3 separate regions of the Pan troglodytes genome follow, and all the other regions are linked to region 2. A link is a contact called in public Hi-C data. All regions are on one chromosome and are shown on one strand. The core of a region is the stretch at or near the end of the contact, and the rest is flanking DNA. Distances in the headings are between cores, read along the strand shown.

Evidence for each region. Hi-C and Micro-C count contacts between places; a contact is called where the count stands out from the background.
Region 1: a contact with region 2 is called in a Hi-C map of stem cell-derived neural progenitor cells, with 7 times the contacts expected there. The contact joins the enhancer-like site here to the promoter of LOC134810271 in region 2. A contact is called at or near these places in 4 of 7 Hi-C or Micro-C datasets (blood, induced pluripotent stem cells and stem cell-derived neural progenitor cells), 1 of 1 datasets of contacts at active chromatin or transcription factors (stem cell-derived excitatory neurons) and 1 of 1 other capture datasets (stem cell-derived neural stem cells).
Region 3: a Hi-C map of stem cell-derived neural progenitor cells shows a contact between it and region 2, with 4 times the contacts expected there. The contact joins the enhancer-like site here to the promoter of LOC134810271 in region 2. A contact is called at or near these places in 4 of 7 Hi-C or Micro-C datasets (blood, a lymphoblastoid cell line and stem cell-derived neural progenitor cells) and 1 of 1 datasets of contacts at active chromatin or transcription factors (stem cell-derived excitatory neurons).

The regions. Positions count from the first base shown.
Region 1 is chr5:22,923,978-22,928,102 of NHGRI_mPanTro3-v2.0_pri, forward strand. The region is part of intron 3 of LOC107975075 (a long non-coding RNA gene); the gene reads right to left. Among named protein-coding and RNA genes, the nearest start is that of STMND1, 48 kb to the right of the region's middle. Within about 2 kb of position 2,819, at least 1 of the 24 cell types and tissues checked has an H3K27ac peak or open chromatin away from gene starts, as enhancers often do. A contact at or near this core is called in stem cell-derived neural progenitor cells, where this site is marked.
Region 2 is chr5:22,717,772-22,721,618 of NHGRI_mPanTro3-v2.0_pri, forward strand. It overlaps LOC134810271, which reads right to left and starts at 2,133. Exons shown (of 3, transcript XR_010157909.1): 1 at 1,993-2,133. It overlaps LOC134810272 (a long non-coding RNA gene), which reads left to right and starts at 2,385. Exons shown (of 5, transcript XR_010157911.1): 1 at 2,385-2,967; 2 at 3,040-3,460.
Region 3 is chr5:22,476,324-22,480,418 of NHGRI_mPanTro3-v2.0_pri, forward strand. All of the region lies in intron 3 of LOC134810274 (a long non-coding RNA gene), which reads right to left. Among named protein-coding and RNA genes, the nearest start is that of ATXN1, 190 kb to the left of the region's middle. Within about 2 kb of position 2,333, at least 4 of the 24 cell types and tissues checked have an H3K27ac peak or open chromatin away from gene starts, as enhancers often do. A contact at or near this core is called in stem cell-derived neural progenitor cells, where this site is marked.

The sequences.
Region 1 (4,125 bases), core at 1,569-4,068, 210 kb after region 2:
ATTGAGTAACTCACTCATCCCACCCTAATCCTGGGTTCAAATGCTGTCTCTGCCTGGGTAAGTTACTTAGCCAGTCTAAGCCTCCACTTACTCTTGCATAAGAGGCAATCTTAACCTCTTTTATAGAGTTGTGAAGATTAAATGAGGTAATGTAGTAAAGAGCTTAGCACCAACTGGGAGCTCTCGAATACACTAATATGTGTTGGCTAATGTTACATACAAAGATTATGTAATACTATGGTTATCATGGGTCTGATTTGTCTGTTTATTCCAAGACAGCTGGCTCACCTGGGGTTTCCCAGTTCTCTGTGGTTATAGAATTGGGGGTGTCTCAACATCATAAACTGTCTCCAGCCAGTGCCATCTAGATTAGTGGCATTCAAGCTCTTCCACACAAACCCCCAAATCCAAAAACAACCAGTTATTATTCATAGCCAAACCATGACTATATAAATTGACTAAAAGGCATAATTATTGTAATCTATTCTATATATTTGGCTCTGTGCAAATTTAATTTTAAAAGAAACGTAATCAATTTGAAGAAAAAGTTACATATACTTAAAATGTTTGAAGACTACACTTCTGGATCGTGTTTTCAAAGTTTAATGTCCCGAAGATTCAGCTGGTGGCCTTGTTACATGTAGATTCTGATTCAGTAGGTGGGTGGTGAGGCCTGAGCCTCTGCTTTTGGAGCAAGCTCTCAAGTAGGACTGGCTACATAATTTGTGGAGCCCAGTGCAAAATACAGGACTCCTTGTTCAAAAATCATTAACAATTCCAAGATGGCGATGACAAAGCACTAAAGCAAGTGGTTAGTGGTTTAGTGGTTTCTCAAATCAACAGGAAAAATACAGAAACGCCAATAGAAATTGGACAAAAAATATAAACTATAATTTTATGAAAACACAGAGCTGGGCAAAGTAGCTCACACCTGTAATCCCAGCACTTTAGGAGGCCAAGACAGGCAGATCGCTTGAGCCCCAGAGTTCAAGACCAGGCTGGGCAACAGTCTCAAACAGTTCCTGAGCTCAAAGCCCTACACCTCTGCTCAGGTCATGTGCCAGGAAGCCAGTGCTGCTCTCAGGCAATGCTGATGTTGCTGGTTCAAGGCATACTTTGAGTAGCGAGAGTCAAAACATCATTGTCCAAGAGAACTTTTTGTGATCACGGAAATATGTTCTATCTGTGCTGTTCAGTACAGTAGCCACTTAACCACATGGGGCTATTGAGCACTTGAAATGAAGCTGGTGTGACTGCAACGAACGTTTTATTGAATTTTAATTAAATTTAAATGGCCCCATGTATCTGGTGGCTGCTGTAGCAGACAGCACTATTTGGACGTCAACTTTGTCCAGCAGGATAGCTTCTTACTTTAGCAAATTGTCAGTTTCCAAATTGACTACAGAGCATTACAGTCAAGGGGGGTCAGACCAGATCCTTTTCTTTATGTTTTAATACATCTATTTAAACTTAAAAAAAAAATCTGACAGGTAGTAAATGCTACTCCAAATAGTCTCATGGAAAAGACATGGCCCAAGCTGGCAGATAATAATTTTTCACATGTACTAAAATATATATATATATATATATATATATATTTCTAATTTACTGTAGAAAATATTGGCAATTCATATGTTAAAAGTTTCTTGTCTCCTCTCATAAGAAATGATTGACAGCCTTTAAGTGCTGTCTGTGTCTCTTAAAACAAAAGTGACTGACATTCTTCAAGCAGACACACTTTTCTGCAGCCTTGGATGTGACTTTCTCTCCCTAATGTGAAGGTGGTTTTCAAGCATCCTTGCTGCTTCTTAGGCTTTTAACCCTCTGTGGTCAGACGCCTTGTGGCTGGTAGTTAGAATGAGCCTGTACAGGGAGGCAAGACCCGCCTGAGTGCCACCAGGCCTGCTATGATGAAACAAAGAGGTACTTCAATTCTGAAGGATTTTTTTTTTTTTAATTTGGGCTGAGTGAAATCTCCAAATTACTAATCTCCAGAGGGGTTTTCTGATTTCCAAACTTTGTTCAGGACTTTAAACTTTCTTTTTGAAACAGGATTAGTGTGGCACTCAGTGAGAGAGATAAAGGGAAGAGGGAGGGAGAAAGGGGGAGAAGAAAGAAAGAAAGAAGAAAAGAAACAGAGAAAGAAAGAAGAAGAAGAAGAAAGAAAGAAAAGAGAGGGGGGAGGGAGAGAGAGAAAGAAAAAGAAAGAAAGAAAAGAGAGGGAGGGAGAGAGAGAGAAAGAAAAGAAAGAAAAGAAAGGGAGGGAGAGAGAAAGAAAGAAAAGAAAAAGAAAGAAAGAAAGGAAAGAAAGAGGGGAAGGAAGGAAGGAAAGAAAGAAAAAAAAGAAAGAAAGAAAAAGAAGGAAGGAGAAAGAAAGGGAGGGAAGGAAGGAGGGAGAGGAAGGAAGGAAGGAAGGGTAGATGGAAGAGAGGGGAAGGTAGATGGAATAGAGGGAAGAGAGAGAGTAGGAGGAGCAGGAAGAGAGAAAGAGGGAGGAGGAGAGAGACAAAGGGAGAAAAAAACAGAGAGAGAAGAGAGAAAAACATCTGACTTCTTGAGTCAAAGAAGATGCTATCAGAAGGCTGGGCAACCAGGAAGGAGGGAAGGAGTGTGAGAAGGGGCTCGTTTAAGAATAACAGCCTAAAACCAAAGTTCTACCCAGCAAGAATGTGTAAGTACCAAGGAAAACAGCCCTTGGTTTCTGTGACAGTTTTTTCTCTGGATCTGTAGTTAGTTCGTGGCTCTTGACATCAAAGCGTAAAACACAGGAAGGATTAAACATTCTCCAAGTGCTCACTGCTTAGCAGCCCCGAGATACAATACTTAGACATCTAACACTTGGACACAGACCCAGGAATCTATGAGAAGTTAGGAGTGACAGGACAGTGGGGGAAAGGAGGTGTTATTCAAAAGTGTTAGGTCAACTGGCCAAACATTTGGAGAAAATAAATATTGCTAAATACTTACACTTTACAACAAAATAAATCCCAGATGGATGAAATATTTGTGTGTTAAAAATAAACAAAAACCCAAACTATGAAAGTGTTGGTAAAAAAGTGGAGTTTCTGGGACAGGAGCATTGTAGGCACTTAATTTCACCAAGCACTGCCAGATTGCTCTCCCGAATGTCTGCCACCCTTCCATTTCAAGTGCAAGAAGGGGTCTGTGCCCCCAAATCCACACCAACATCTGAGATTGTCTAGTTTCTGGTTTCTGCATTCTAATAAGCTCATTAGTGTTTTAAAATGCATTTCTCTGATTACAAGTGAATTTGAACATCTCTTTATACACTTGTTAATTTTGGGAAGTTTCTATTTCATTTTATTTTATTTTATTTTATTTTATTTTATTTTGAGATAGAGTCTCACGCTGTCACTCAGGCTGGAGTGCAGTGGCATAATCTCGGTTGACTGCAAACTCTGCCTCCTGGGCTCAAGCCATCCTCCCACCTCAGCCTCCCAAGTAGCTGAAACTACAGGTGCGAGCCATCACACTGGGCTAATTTTTGTATTTCTTGTAGAGACAGAGTTTCACCATGTTTCCCAGGCTGGTCTCGAACTCTTGGGCTCAAATGATCTGCCCTCCTCGGCCTCCGAAAGTATTGGGATTACAGGCATGAGCCACTTCGCCCAGCCCTGCATTTTTGTAAAATGCCAGTTTATATTTTTTTGCCAAATTTCTATTAGAGTTTCTGTATTTTTCCGGTTGATGTAAGAAAGTTCCTTGTATGTTCTAGATATCGGTCTCTTGTTAGTTTAGGGTCTGCAAAGATCATTTTACTCTTTGTCATCCACTAACTTTGTCTATGTTCATCTTGGTCGAAGTCCTTCATGTTGGTGCAGTGAGTTTCCTCTCACACAGGTCCCTAAGCAAATGCAGTGTTTGTTGTTTACAGTGGTGGAAGATGGAGGTGAGCAGCGCGTCCATTCCTGGGAGGGCTATTGGGTGAAATGTGGGGCATGCATACTACCGAAGGCCAAGCAGAAGTTAGTAGCAATGGACCTGAGGCACACTAACATCAAGGAGGGACCCTAAAAATGTAGTCCTGAGCAAAACATGTAAGACACAGAATAAGATATACAACGCAGTATCACTTATGCCACTTAAAATGTGTGAGCATTATAC
Region 2 (3,847 bases), core at 883-3,382:
CTGTAAGGCATTAGTTTTTATTCTGTGGGTGTAACAGGGTCTTCTAATTTTGCTAATTGTATCCTGTGGATCTCACAGGGAAGCTAAGAATCTCTTCGGGGACAGAACCAGTTTGGAGGAGTCCCTACTGCACAGCATACGGTAAACAAAATAAAAATAGCTTGCCTTTCTTGTTAGCCACATCGCGCATTATATAACCAGCTTCTTCCGACTGGCTTTTTTTTTTTTTTTTTTTTTTTGCCCTTACTACTCTTCAGCAATTTCCCTCTTCTCAAATATTTATATTACCCTTTTATCTGTAGGATTATATACCAAGAAAGCAAAACAAAACAGAGCAGCCACGGGCTCGAACCGAACCCCCGCCGTCCTTAGAAACTGATTTTTTTTTGTTTTGTTTTGTTTTGTTTTCTGGCAGAGTCTCGATCACCACCCTACTTCCACCCCCCACTAAGGTTCTTGCTCAATCTCCCTAGAAAACCTGAATTGTTTCATCCCTTTCAGTCAGCCCCCTACGTGGTCTGAAACAAAATGAAAGCACAAGCCACGGAGTTTAAGAAGGCAGCCTGAAGGCGGGGGGCTGAAGAGGGGTCGGGGCGCTGCAGAGTCAGCCAAGTAGCCAAGGAAGGGCTCCCTCCGCGTCGCGACGGCCCTCGCCCCCCGCCCGGCGCGCGCGCGCACACACAAATACACACACACACACTCACTCACACACACACACACTCACACTCACGCCGCGCTCCGACACCGCCTCACCTCTCGCTCCGCCCGTCCGGCCCCCTTCCCTGCCCCCTGCGGGACCGGCCTGCGCGCAGCACTGGAACCACGTAGGAGGCGGCGGCGGCGCCCCCGGGAGTGGCAGAGTCTCCGGCCCGGCCCAGAGTGAACGAGCAGTGGGGCTCCAGGGCGCATCCCAATCCCCGCAGCGCCTCCTCCGCGGCCGCCGCCTCCTCCTCCTCCTTCCCCTCCTCCTGGCTTCATTCACCCTCCCAGCAGCCGCGCAGCCGTTCACTCCCGGCTCAGGGCAGCGCCTGCCGCGGCTCCTCGTCTCCTGCCGCGGGTGCTGGCGGGGGCGCCGGCCCGGACTGGGGCGCTCGCGGGCTCCCGGCTCCGGGCGGCGGCTGCCGCTGCACATGATCAGGAAGCGGCCGCACTAACAGGGCGGCGGTGGCGGCGGCGGCCAGGGCCGTCACCGCCACTCCAGCCGCGCTCCAGGCACCCGCACACCCGCTACCCCCGCGCGGTCCCCGAGGCCACCCCTCTGCGCCCCCCGCCCGGCACCCGGCCGCGCGCAAAGTCCCGTCCCGGCTGCAGGAGCAGTCCCTTCCCCGCCCGCAGCCGCACACCCGGCGAGGCCGGCCCTCCGAGGGGAGACCCCCGCCCCAGGGCGCCGAGGCCGGGCGACCACCCGCGGAGAAGTCCAGCCCTCCGTGAGACCCCCTCTCTCTCACCGCCCTCTCCGGGGAGGAGGAATGGGAAGAGGGCGGCCGGGAAAGGGACCACCCCCCCAACCTCGGCCGCCGCCGCCTCCCCCCTGCGCCACCCGGAGGGAGGAGGACATGGCTCTCCGCACTCGCGACCGGACCAGCAGCCGGGGGAGCGGGGCGCCGCCGCCGCTCTCCCCGCCCGCGCCCCCCGCCCGGGCGCGCCCCCTAGCCCGGCGGGCGCCCACCCAGCCCCTGACAGCCCCCCCGCCGGCCGCCCCTGCGCCCAGAGTGGGGGTGTCGGCCCGGGAGCCTGGAGCCGGGGACGGTTGTATGTACACACATACACACACACACACACACACGCACACAGAACACGACGCGTCGATTTCCTTCGCTCCTCTTCCAGCTGTTTTCCGTGCAGCCGATTGGGGTTTTGGGTTTGTTTGCTGGTTGTTGCTTTTGCCCCTCTCGGGAGATCGGGGGAGGAGGGATTTTAATCTAAATAAGGGGAGAAGGGAATGGGGGAGGGGGGAAAGAATCGGAGGAGGAAAAAAAAATAGTCACTTACTGTAAAGTGTAAATGGATCTGGGGTTGCGTGGGGAAGGGGGGGCAGAGGGAGAGAAACAATGTCTTGCGGCTGCTGTTGCTCTGGCTGCTGCTCCACGGGGCTTGTTTTGGATCCCCCTGCAGTGAAACAGGTCCTGTACGGCTCCGCCACTGTAGTAGAAATGATGTCTGCGGTATACTCTGCTCTCTCCTCCTCCTCCTCCTCCTCCTCCCCCTCCTCCCGCTCCCCTCCCCTCCCTCCTCCCTCCGCCCGCCCGCCCTCCCTCCCTCGCGCTCTCTCGCGCTCGCTCGCTCGCTCGCTCCAGTATGTAAATGTGTAATAGAAGCCAAATATGGAGCAGTTGGCTGCCGCCGCCGCAGCTCAAGGATCCGACTTCATGGGGGTGGGGGGCACCCTCTGGCGGGCGGCCCGGCGAGCCGCACAGAGCACGGCGAGCGCACCGCGCGGCGGCCGGCCCGCGCCCTTAACCCTTCGCTGCGCGCCGCCCGGGGAGGCGGGCATCTTTCTCAAAGAGTGGCTCGGGATGGGGTGCGGGGGAGGGGAGACGAGGATCGGAGGGCAAGGTTCCTTCCAGGTTTGGGAAGGGGGCGGGGAGCTGGGCGATGAGGTAATTTGAGCGGTGACGGGTCGGTCCTCGCGCGCCTCCCTGGGTCCCTGCACCTAGTTGGAGGGGACTGAACGACAACGGGGCGCTACTCAGGCAACCTGGGGGACTCCCCCAAGGGCTGTCAGGCTTCAGCTGGGAGCCGATGCAACACCCCAGTGGGGAGGGGAGGTCGGCCAATTCTAATCCCGACGTGTCCTTGGTCCCAGGCGCTCGGAGCAGCATCTGAGAGGGCTCACTCTGATCAGCAGCTGCACGTTAAGCCGCAAACCGGCGTCGCTTCGGCGTTCCGGAACCCAGGCCTGGGGGCCGCGGGGATTGCCTCTGCGTGCAACTCCGGAAAGTTTCAAGGGGTCCCCCGACTGCACAGGTACCCTCACCTTTCCTGCCGGCGAACGCTGGCGACCGCCCGACCCTGCCCTCTTTCTCTCTTCGCACGCAGGTCCGGAAATCGGCTTTGATATGGAACTACTCCGCTCTAGCCTGGAAAGGAGACCCGCGCACTCCTCTCGCAGCTAATTTCGGATCATTAATTTAATCGGAAATGAGGTAACCAGTGTAGGAGACAGAGAAAGCAACCGGAGCATCAAATGGCAGTTCTCGAGAATCGACGAGGAACTTAAATCTGGACTCAGGGTTTCAGTGCGGTCTCCGACTCCCACCACCCCGCCCCTCCGCCTGTCTCGCCGCCAGGTGTGACCTCCACGCGAAGGAATCTTCTTCGGATGGGTGCACCTTGCCAACAGGTGTGGCACCTGGAGGACTAGGAGGCGCCTCCAGACTAAGGGCGCTCAGTGCGGCGTTCTTGTTGCAGATGATTCTGGAAGGCCGGTAGGTGTCGGGCGACATTTGACCTTCTTCAGGTGCGTAGAACTAAGTGTCTGGAAACATGATCCCTTCGCGTAAGTTTCTTTCTGAAAGCCACCAATCTTGACCGTAAGCTGTATTTGAGAGATCTTTTGGCTGAGTTTACTTATGACCTAACGGTTAGTCACCAACTGAGGCAGGGCACAGGATGACCAAAAAAAAGTGTCAGTTTTTACACAACTCTGGCCTGCAAGAGCCTACGTGCTTCATAAATAAAAATAAACATACGAGCGAGGAAGGTGCAGAGCCCCGGAGATATTTTTTTCTCACATTTTTGAAATACCATGCACATATATGTGGCTATTTAAGTATAACTACTAGTGTTCACTCTTACTGATTTCTACAACTTTTTTTTTTCCATTTAAAAATCGATTATTGTTACG
Region 3 (4,095 bases), core at 1,083-3,582, 240 kb before region 2:
TACAGAGCCAGAGAGAAAGAGAACACAAGTACATACAAATACATATGCCCAAAAGGATACAGGTATGTAGGTGCACACACATGCACACAAAGATACACACATGCACACTCACCTACATGAGAGCACACACATGCACACATGCCAACTACTGCCAACTGATGAGCTACATACAGAGCAAGAAGAGACCACAATTGCTTAACTAGCTCCTGCAGGCTTGCCAGACAAGACAGGGCACCAGGGATGTCCAGGTAATTAAAGAGTGTGAGCAGAGGCATCAAACAACATCTATGTGTTTATTCATTCAACAAATATTGATCAAATGCCTCCTATGTGCTTGGCACGGTTTTAAATACTGAGATACATGCAGTCCATGAGACCGACAAGGCTTTTGCTTTCACTGAGCTAACATTCTAATAGAGGAGACTAACAATAAACCAGCAGTCGGATGCAGAAGCCCAAGCGCCACGAAGAAAACACAACAGGTAAGAAGGCTTGAGTGAGCTGGGGGCGGGTAGGCCTGATGGGGTGCACGGAACAGAAATATGGCCAGAGCAGGAAGGAAACGCCACGCCCCACCCCAGCTTTCTATGGGGGAGGATTTCCCTTATGCCCTCTGACCTCTTGCTCCAACCTTTTCTTCCCCAAGGGTGTGGAATGAGTAACCCGGCTGGGGCTAAAGCCAACGTGGCCTATGCCCCCTCCTTGGATAGGGTGAATCTATATAATTTTGAGCAGGGTTAGCAGGGATTTGGGCCTCTTTCTCCTTCCCTCTTCACACAGACAGGTGCCTGTAGACTCAAAACTTTCCTGCAGGTGGCCTGCGACCAGGCTAGACTGGGGAACAGGCAGGTGGCAAGTTAGCTCATTGCCCTCAGTCACATAGTTGCATTCTGGCCCCCGTCTGCCTCAATACTCTTGTCTTATTTCTCAGTGGGCTCAGAACTTGGGACGGGAAGAGAACTCTTGTAAGATAAAAGTTTCCATAAGATAAAAACCTTCCCTCCCCTAAACAGACCTCAAAACCAAATTAGGAATCACTATCCTAATCTATCAAACCTAATCTATCTGTCATCTTAATGGAAAAATCCCTCAAATCTCTTACTTAATAGTCCAAAACACTAGACTGAGAAGTCTGGTCCCAAAGACAAATTCAATACAGTGAATATTGGGAGTGAGGTGGGAAAAAGGATTATTTTGGTGCCAGTATAAAACCCAGGGGTATATGCTATGGTCAGTAGCCAGAAAGAGGAAGATGAGGAAATGTGAAGCCTTGAGATATTCTTACCTTGTGACTTTATATCTGCATTAAAAAAACCACATTAGGAAAATAATTTCTTGAGTTTATCTTTTCTTTGAAGAACTGAACAACATTTTCAATATATTTACACACTTGCCTCACAATTTCCTTGGGAGATGGAGTGAGAATATAACGTTGTCATGAACAAATATTAATGTCATGGTTACTATCTGCAGAACTCAGTTGTGAGCATTAGAGAAATTTTTTTAAGAGGAAGAAGAAGATACATGGTTCGTATCCTTGAAGGGCTTAGCCTCGACCTAGAAAACACTCAGGCCCCCAAAGCAATATATATGAAAAAAGGAAATACAAGAGCAATGTCAAATGGATGGTAAAGATTTTTAAAAATGCTTCAGGAGTTCAGAGGGGAAAAAAAGTATCTGTTGAAACTAGGAGTTCTTACAATTCTTTCATCAAGGATTATATAGATGAGGAAACATTAGAGAAATGTGAAAGCCCCAACCACACATCAGTAGAGAAACTGCAATTAGAAACTGCCTCTCTGGTAAGAGCTCCCAGAAGATGAGAAATGGGTATTGCATTTCTTTGTGCAGTCCTACTGGGCCTGGCATTGCAGGCTCCACTGGTAGGTGTCTCCTCAATCTGCAGCATATTAAATGAGCACTCTGTTTCCCTGGATTTCACATTGCTCCATGTCACTACCCACACATTTCAGCCAGGAGCAGCTGACCACGATGCCCAGGAAGTACCCTCCCCACCAGGTCATTCTGACAGAGCCACTGTGCCACACACAGGGAGGATGAAAAGCACAGACTCTCCACCTCCTTTCAATTGCTAAGACAGGCAGGTGCTGCCAACCCTGCTGACCCATTCAGAGGCCTGCAGAACACTCCTACAGGCATTGCCTTGTCTCTCATCAAGTTCCAAGATGGACCGAGACAGGAGGCAAGTGTTAATAGCAAGAGCAGATAGTAACCATTACGAAAACCACATTCTCCGCATATCACAGGCCCCAGGAGGGGAAAGGCAAGAGAGGATAAGGTGGGAAATAAAAGAGGGTATCAGGGCTGCCCTCATCCTGCCCAGGATACACTGGCTGTCACAGTCATTATATGTTTTCTGGCAGCACAGTCACGTAGCTATGGAACCAATGCATGTCATTGCCACCTGGCCTCTAGCAAATAAAATCACAGCGCTGGCAAGAGCATTTCCCTGGATTTCCCTTAAAGAGATACCATTGATGGTGAGTGCTGTTTGAGCTTAGAAACAACAGCAGCATTGTTCCCAAGACCCAACCCCATTGCATACTATGAAACTGAGCCCAGGGACTCACGTTTTACAAGGTATATACGCATGTGGGGGCCAGCTTCTGAGCTTCTTTTTAGGAAGAAAAATACTCGTGGCTTCTATCTGTGTTTAGTTTCTTCTCATTTGGTAAATAAAAGCAAACGGCTTCTAATATTTTGGATAATAATTTGATGCCCTCTTGAATGTCAACATCAAAGTGCTCATGACCCCAGAAGGAAACCAAAGTAGCCACAAGTGGTCTACATGGGTTCAGGCAGTCCTTCTTTCATTCCTTCACCATTTCTTGCCTCAGACCCTTCTCTACCAGTTTATTCTTTACCCAAAGAATCCTATGATGTAAGCATGGAAATGGACATTTATTCGCTTTCTCAAGGGCCTTAATTGCCCCCTTCTTTTAGTCTAATTAATCTCTTGACTCTAAAGAGAACTTTACAGTCCCCAGAGAGCAACAGGTGTCAGTGACCCACATTGTACTGTGGTGTGCTCTGAGAATAAACCTTTTGGGCTTTTCTCAGATAAGACAGGAAAATGGAAACCTTCACAGTTCTAATGAATGCTAACTCGTGTAGACCCAGCTCTGTGGACAGGAGCAATCAATATTAGGGTAACTCAGCAGATGATCCCTCACAAATCAGCAATCTATGTTCTACATTCCATTCAGTATGTTGGTAGACACCAATTATGTCTGTATGTACATAAGGAGATGATCAAGTTCCGCAATAATGACTCTAGTTAGGGAAGAAGACAAAGTGATTAAGTTGACAAGTTGGATAAAATAATAAACACAAGCTCTTAATACTACCCTTTGACCACTCCCTAGGTGAGATGAAATGTTTTGGAAATAAGTGCACTTAGTTCACCAACCTAAATGAACACAATTCGAAGCCAGATTTAACCTAGGATGTCTAAAAACAAACAAACAAACAAACAAACCACACACACAGTCAAGTTTACCTTCTGGGATTCTAACTGAGAATCATATTCTTAACTTCTCTCCATCTTATTGCACAACTGCTCTCTTATGTAAAAACCAACATAACTTTAAAAAAACAAATAAATGGGGCCGGGCGCGGTGGCTCACGCCTGTAATCCCAGCACTTTGGGAGGCCGAGGCGGATCACGAGATCAGGAGATGGAGACCATCCTTGATAACACAGTGAAACCCATCTCTACTAAAAATACAAAAAATTAGCCAGGCATGGTGGCAGGCACCTGTAGTCCCAGCTACTCGGGAGGCTGAGGCAGGAGAATGGCGTGAACCTGGGAGGCGGAGCTTGCAGTGAGCCGAGATCGTGCCACTGCACTCCAGCCTGGGCGACAGAGGGAGATCCGTCTCAAAGTAAATAAATAAACAAATAAAATAAAAGAATAAATGTTTCTCAAAAGTCTCTATGAAGGTCAGATTTGTACTTCAATATAGGAACCCCGTTAGCCATTCTTCTGCAGGTGCAGACAACCGCGAGTCGGGTGTGTGAGTCTGCAGCTGGACCGCACACACCTGCAGGTGTACCATGACTTCTAGCTGCAAA